Regions from separate parts of the Podarcis muralis genome. Here region 1 is linked to region 2. A link is a contact called in public Hi-C data. All regions are on one chromosome and are shown on one strand. Each heading gives the region's core, a stretch centred on a gene start, on an enhancer-like site or on the middle of the called end of the contact. The rest is flanking DNA. Distances are from core to core; before and after follow the strand shown. Region 1 holds the start of SRPRB (SRP receptor subunit beta). Region 2 holds the start of PAK2 (p21 (RAC1) activated kinase 2).

Region 1 (3,689 bases), core at 358-2,857, 140 kb before region 2:
TAGTAAAGTTTGCTTTTATCTATTTCTACCATCTTTCTTTGTAGCAGCCCAACTTCTATAGTTTACTCAAAAGTAAGCCCCACTATGTTCAATGGGGCCTACTGTCTGGTAACTGTGTTTACACTACAACCTTAGTAGTATACAATATAGCAAAGATGCACCTGATTTGTCATGACAGAAAACATGGGCAAATTCATTATCGTCTGATTTATAAAGGATGTGATTTCAGGAATAGCACATTAAAGATGATCACAGCACATGTGCCCTGGTTGGGACCAGCTGAAGGGGAGCTGAAGGGGAGAGGGATTACAACTACAATCCAACCCCCCAACCCCCATTGCACCAGGCTTGAGGTGCCTTGGATTTTGCAGAGGTATTTCTCTACCCAGCCTTACTGGCCTCTACCCATTTCTCTACCCAGCCTTACTGGTGGAGGTGATACCAGGGCCACTCTGCTGCCACAGAATTCAGTCATCCTACCATAAGGCAGCTTGAGATCTACTAGACCCCCTACTGGCCCCACAGCTGTCACTCATTGACATCAGGCCTGATTGCTGTCCCTGCTCCAGGCTGGTGCCCAGCTGGGGTTTGAATTGTCCTGCTTAACTAACTTACTTATTGTAAACATTGGTATTAAACTTCCAACCAGTATAAGCCCTGAGAAAAAATACAAAATTTTATAAAAGCCACACACACACCCCTGCCCAACTCCTCCTCCTCTATCTGGCATGGCAAGAAAGGGCATGCTAACAACCCCGTTTGAAACTTGCCTCTGCTATGAACCCTCCCTGGGGACTCATGCAAGTCACAGCCCACCTGTCTCACACATCTTCAGCCCCACTTTAGCAACATGAAGATAATAATAATAATAATAACCCCCTTGACGGGATTGTTGTAAGTAAGGCCTACAGGAACGCAATGCCCGTAGAGCCTTTAGAACACACTAAAACACGGCAGAAATACCAGCTAATAATAACTGTGACACTAAATGTTACATCTCCAGTCCAGACTTTTAAATTTCGGTTCTATAACATGCAAATGAACTGCAGTTCTTTGGAAATAAGAACCACTGCATTCTGTGTTAAGAGTCTTCTTACGGAGCTGGCGCAATTCCTACGAAAGAAGACCATCTCGGATCCCTAAGAAGCTCGGTGTCTTTAATAAGAACTGCAGGAGAGGCAGCTCCTCAGCAGGCGCCTTTTCCCAGCGTGAAGCTGCAGCGATGCGGAAAGCTACACCTGACTAACTTCTGCCTGCCACGTGCCTCTTAAAGGCACAGAGCCTGACTGGGAGGCTGGCGGGGCGGTGGTGTGAGCTCCGCAACCAGGCAGCTCTTCCCCCCGCAGGCAGTGGCGCTCGCCTTCCCTACCACCGAAAGGAGGCCGGCACTCACGGAGACACGAGGCGAGGAGCACGAGCAGGGCCACGGCCACCGAGACGAGCAGTTGGGCCCTCGCCAAGTCCTGGGGCGGCAGCGGAGCATCCTGAGGAGAAGGCGACCCTTCGCGCGCGGCTGTCACCTCCACCGCGTCCATCTCGAACTGCTTTCGCCTCCCACGGAGCTACGCGCGACGTGTCGTTCCCGGGACTCGTCTCCTTCCGGCCACCGCGCGCAGCGACTGCTGGGACGCGCGCTTCCGTGGCCCAGGTGCTTCATGGGAGTTGTAGTTTGTTCCCCCCCCCCCGCGCGCGCGAGCACACTAACACGGCTCGTTCTACAGGCGAAGGGAAGAGGGGAGCGTTGGAGGCGGCGGGTCGTTAGACCTACAAAATGATACCGTTGCACGTTAAGCCGCAGTGCCGGATATACGTATAAGCTAAACAATCTATAGCTTAGGGCCCCACTCTCTTAGGGGCCCCAAAAAAAATTAAAAGGGGGGGACTAGATGTACATTTCCAAAATATAAGATAAAAAATATAATAAGACCTACATACAGCAACAATGTTTTGTGTTGTGAAGGCTCCTGTGATGTAATGGGCCCCACCTGCTAGTCTGCGCCCTAAAATATCACTGGTTTGCTAATTTCTGTATATAGGGTGCCTACATTCTGCCTGGACTGGTTGCATGGCAACACGTGCAAATGACTTTAGATACCTATTAGGTCCATAAATTACCACATCGCATATATTCAACACAAAAAACAGAGACAAAGGACAGCTGGACATAGAAAGGGCCCCATTACCTTCAGTAGCTTAGGGCCTTATCAAACCTAAATCCGGCCCTGGTTAAGTGCCATCGGCGTTATTGTAAGCATGAGCTATAGGGGGCTAGACAACAGGACCCACATATCCCTAGTGGGCAGATGTAAAGCCAGCAAAAAGCATGGACGTAGCCAAGTGGGGGTGAAGGGGTTGCAGTTGCCTCCCCCCGTAAATCAATACAAATATGAGGTTCTGACCCCCCCAAACCAAAAGCCTGCCTTTACCCCAAAAAGTCCTTCCTACACCCATGGCAAAAAGGGAATGAAATTGGCAAGAGAGGGTTAGTATTTGGGGAGGGCGCCTTGCTGTTGACCCGAAAGTGAACGTTATTCAACTGAAAACCAAAAGAACGTGAAATTTCCAGCGTAAAACTGCTGGACTTCAATATCTCAGTAAACGCAGGACATATTTCCTCAGAGCAGTGCTGGTTCCAGGCTATTTTGTGCCTTGGGCAAGGCTAACTACTTGCAAATCCTCACCAACACCAACAGTGATTGCTAACTTCTGTTTTCAAAAACAGATATCTTGTAGGAAAAAAATGAAAAGCGCAGAACTCAAAACTGCTAATTTTTTCTTAAATTGCAATAATAAGTAATACGTATATCTTTCTCAAATGTTTTAGCACACAGATCAGTTTGAATAATCTTGTGAATAGTGATGTTGCAATTTAAGACTCTTTAAAGTTTCAATTTCAGCCACATCAAAATCTCACTTTGCATGCCTTTTCCTTTGCAAATTTTATCACCAGTTCCTTCAGGTCAACTGCTAATGCTTGGGCATGTTCAGTTGATATAGTTGCCAAGCCAACTCGTCCCTTTTTGCGACATTGTTGAGCATATATAAGTTTTTGTAAGTTTGAACTTTGAGAAAATATGTTCACCACTTGCCACTGGAAGTGTCAGAAGGATCCTTAGAGCAACAGAAACGTTAGGCATATTATCCAGGCACACTTCCTCTTCTCCTGCTGCTTTCCCCTGGGGGAAACTGTTCTTTAGCGCTCAATTAGAGCAAACAGCAATACAGAAATTTCCCATTGACATTTGTTCTGGTCTGTTGCTAAAGTGCAGGTTTTCCCTCGGAAAGGAGCAGGGCAAGGAGAAAACTGCTCGGAACCATACCCAGAAAGTGTGGGTCACGTAGAGAACAGCTTTCTAGGCATGGCACAGGCAGAAGTATGGATGAGCCCTAAGAGGTGAGGGCTGAAACCCTGGAGAGCCACTTCCAGTCAGACCAGACAATACTGAGCCAGATTAAATGGTCATACTGGGATAAGGCAGCTTCCTATATTCCTACAAGCCTCCCCCCCCCCCCCCGCAACACTAAGATCTTGCTTAGTCCTTGTGACACAGTTGGAGCTTGTGTAAGGATGATCTGCCTTGGCTTGGTAACCTGTATAGGTGTATTGCTTGGTAGCAGGTGATTTGTAAACAAGTGGGGTAGCTGTACTGTATGGGCTCTATTTTGGATGCACAAACTCCACACACAAG
Region 2 (3,949 bases), core at 88-2,587:
GCCCAGGCTTTCTCAACCAGACAGTTAAGAGAGATCAGCAAGGAGACAGGAGGTACAGTGGTACCTCGGGTTAAGTACTTAATTCGTTCCGGAGGTCCGTTCTTAACCTGAAACTGTTCTTAACCTGAAGCACCACTTTAGCTAATGGGGCCTCCTGCTGCTGCCGCGCTGCCAGAGCACAATTTCTGTTCTCATCCTGAAGCAAAGATCTTAACCTGAAGCACTATTTCTGGGTTAGCAGAGTCTGTAACCTGAAGCGTATGTAACCTGAGGTACCACTGTATTACTGAGCTCTCTGATTCTTCATAGGCTCTCCCTGGGGAGTAAAACTGGTTCCGGTTCTCCGTACTGGGTTTGAGGAGAGAGGGGTTGGGAAGGCAGAAGCAGGAACCGCCCCCGCCCCCTCTTGCGCGACCTTTACCCCAACACCTGCTGGAAGGAGCGGGCAGGTGAGTAGTTGGAGGCAGCAGCCGCAGCCCTGTGCCTCACCTGCGCTTGAGGTGGGTGCGGTGGGAGACGGAAGAGCTGCTCTCAACTGCACAAGCAGGGACACCCAAGCGGCCTGGCCAAGAACTCAAGATCCCCTGTGAAGGAAGCACCAAAGGCCATGAGGAATTTGCCTGCCTGCTTCTGGGTGGGTGGAGAGAGAAGTGGTGGAGCTCCCTTACTGATTAAGAAACATCCTCCTCCCGAGCCCGTTTGAAACCGCGAAAGCTCTAGGAAGGCGTCGCCCCGAACCGGTCTGCGCCTTTTCAACGTTACCGAAGATGTTCCCTCTTGGGGCGAGCGCCCTTTGTCCGCCAGGTAATGGGGAGCTCCTCCGCGGCCTCCGCACCCACCTGCTCGCCGCGCCGCAAAAAAAAACAAACCCCTTTGCCTTTCTTCCTTTCCTCCCCGCTTCTCCACCGCCCCTCGGTCACTTCCTCCTCAGAGCTGTTGTGGTGGGAGCCTCCGGGAAGCGCAGCCTCTGGGCCTGCGGAGCTCGCTCGCTCGCTCTTCCTCATGCGAAGCGCCAAGCACACTCGCTCGCTCCGTCACACACACAACACACACTCGCCTCCCCCCCCCCCCCGCTCCGCGCCTGGGTCTCCGCTCCTGCCCACCTCCGGCCAAGAACTCCCGCAGCCTCCTCCAGGCCGCTTCGCACGCCTCAGGCACCAGCCGAGCTCGTCGCCTTCGCCGCCGCCCCGTTGGCTCGCTGGCTCGAGATCTGCAGGGCAGGGCGCGGCCTCCGACAATGGCGGGGAGGGCCCACCGGGCGGCCAGAGGAGAAGCAAGCGGAACCGCCGCGCGTGGCCACAGCCCGGGAGAGGAAGGGGCGGAGCTGGCCAGGCGGCTCCTGGCGCAGGCGGCGGCGCGAAAGGTGGGCAGGGGCCGCCGAGCGGGCGTGGAAAGAACGGCGCTGAGACCACAACTCCCAGCATGCACCGGGACGCAGCGGCGCTCGCTCGGCTTCGCCCCCGGGCCGCCTGTCTAGAAGCGAGTCTTTGCGCAGAGGAAGAGAAAGCTGGGAGGGGAGATGCTCTTGTCCGGTGACTTGGGGGTCCTGGAGACAGCTTGCGCTTTGGGAAGAGCAGAGTAGCGGGTGTCTCTTCCCTCAGAGGGGGAAGCTTTTAAAATGTGTTTTCTTTTTTAAAAAATACAGTATTTTTTTTAAAAAAATACCATTTTTAATTTTTATTTAGTTATACTTGCTCTTGCCCATTTTAAATTTAGGACATTGCTGGATATTGTTCAGTAAGAATTGCAGTATATTCGGTGTAATTTTTAGTAGGAACTGGTCAGTGTAGTGCTTCCATTTGGTTGTTTGGTTCTTGGGGAAAGGGGAGTACAGTATATGGGACGAGTTGGAGAACAGCCTTTACCAAAGGTGTCATGGGCTTTGAAGACACTTGAACTCAAGACAGAAAGGAGAAACGTGCTAAAAAGAAGGCACGCTTGGCAAATCCACACCGGGATCAACTCCACCCGGAAACCAATGTCCCCACTCCGGAAGGATGTGCGGATCCAGAATTGGCCTCCACAGTCACTTATGGACTCATTGTTAAAACCGTGTTTATAGAAGACAGTCTTACTCAGCTACGAGTGATCGCCAAAGAAGAAGAAGAAGAAGCTGATTAAATTAACTAGCATTCGTGTTTATTACCTAAGTTGCAACTTGAGCTTGTTTTGTAAACTTCCCTAAAAATGTTACTAGGGAAGCAGGCTGGGGAAGCACCTCAACATCAGACTTGTAAGGAACAGCGCTTGCTGAGCAGCTCTGTTTTTCTTTCAGGCTCTCTCCCTTGGCACAACTCCAGGGCAGCTTTTGATGCAGGGACAACTTTATTAAACTCAACACATACAAACACTCAGTAGACTCCCTCTTGTGTTGACACAGATGACACCATCCCTCCTTGCTCTCAGTGAATTGTCTGTATTATTATTAACTGTTCTTGCATCTGGCCCTTCCTCACAGAGCCCAGGATGGATAACAGACATAACATTAAGAACAAAGTTGAAATCATTATCTAAAAAGCAGTAATGTACTTAAAAACATAAAAACCATCGGAAATTAGTTATACCAGTACAGTACTTTCATTCTTACTAGGCACCCAAGGCTTGCACACACACAAAAAGGTCTTGAGCTGCTGCCTCTGCAAAAATGATACGGGATCTGCAGATATCCACAAACCTACCGGTAGTTCTTGCCTTCTTCCATCCTCCTAGCCCTCTTGCTTCTGATCAGAGCCAGAAACCACCAAACATTCAAGCATTTCCCATGCCCTCCTTACCCATACAGTATAGCATGAAAGACTTATCTTCAAAAATGAACATTCAATATCACCATTTTTATTTAAAATACATATATGTATCATTTTACCGTCTGTAAAGTCATTCACATCTGCTGAACGGAAACGTATTAACCATAAAACACAGAAGCCTAAAACAATGCCAACATACCATTAAATTCCAGATAAAATCAGTGATACACTTCAAAAACAATTGCAGCATCCACAATGCCAAAGCAATTACTAAGTGATTGACTCAAACCAGACTGGAAAACAAATTAAACCCAACCCAGATCAACAGGAAAGAATTCCCCTAGTACCTGGAATACAGTCAAGGCAGTGCCAAATCAATCTCCTTTGGGAGGGAGTTCCATAACAGGATGCAACCACGTAAAATCTGCCCCCACAAAACAACCAAGTCAGTTTCAGCTCTGGATGAAAAACCAGATTGAAGTGGGTTTACAGTTTCATTCAAAACTCTTATGATGGTATATGCTAAAGTGCATATGTTCATGTTTACTTAACACTTAGCTGTTCTTGTATCAATACTGAGAAAGTCATGATGGGAAAAATAAAGGCCTAAAACCCTGGCTCAGTCCACATTTGGCATGTTTCTCTGGCCGCTATCACTAGATGTACTGATTTCTGCAAGCCAAACCCAAAGAAAGTTAACAATGAATCATCCTCTAGGAATCAGAAAAAGCAGTGGGCACATGCACCCCTCCCTAGTGACTATACAACATGTAACACTAAAAAAACAGAACTCATAATACTGACACTGCAGCGTCTCTTTGCTTATATAAACACCAAGGCCAGGCTGCCATAGAAAAAAAATATTTGAGGGTACAAGAAATTTCCCATGGGACAAGCTCTATCTTGTATGATCAGCTAGAAAGAAAAAACAAGCAGAGAGCTTGCTTGCCCATTCAGCATTTCCAGCTCAAGGCACCAGCTAGTGCTGCCAGTGGAACTCTGCAGCAGCATATTATATCCCCCCCCCCCCTCAGTTCCTCCTTTTGTGGAAATATTTAAAAAGAAACATCCATTCCATTTTTAATATGAAATATAAAGGGTCATAAAAATATGCTTGTTTTATAAATTAAAAGAACACTGGTGCTTGAGAGAAATTTCATAGCCCTTTCTTGAAAAAGAACAGTCTCCTTGTGATAGATGGTATC

What was found. A called contact is a pair of places that touch in the nucleus more often than the background predicts.
Region 1: a Hi-C map of blood shows a contact between it and region 2, with 2.6 times the contacts expected there. The contact joins the promoter of SRPRB here to the promoter of PAK2 in region 2. A contact is called at or near these places in 2 of 3 Hi-C or Micro-C datasets (blood and tail).

Annotation. Positions count from the first base shown.
Region 1 is chr6:36,168,609-36,172,297 of rPodMur119.hap1.1, reverse strand. SRPRB (SRP receptor subunit beta) reads right to left here and starts at 1,607. Exons shown (of 8, transcript XR_003706878.2): 1 at 1,394-1,607.
Region 2 is chr6:36,032,122-36,036,070 of rPodMur119.hap1.1, reverse strand. PAK2 (p21 (RAC1) activated kinase 2) reads right to left here and starts at 1,337. Exons shown (of 15, transcript XM_028730920.2): 1 at 1,104-1,337. It overlaps PIGX (phosphatidylinositol glycan anchor biosynthesis class X), which reads right to left. Exons shown (of 7, transcript XM_077929992.1): 7 at 2,817-3,949.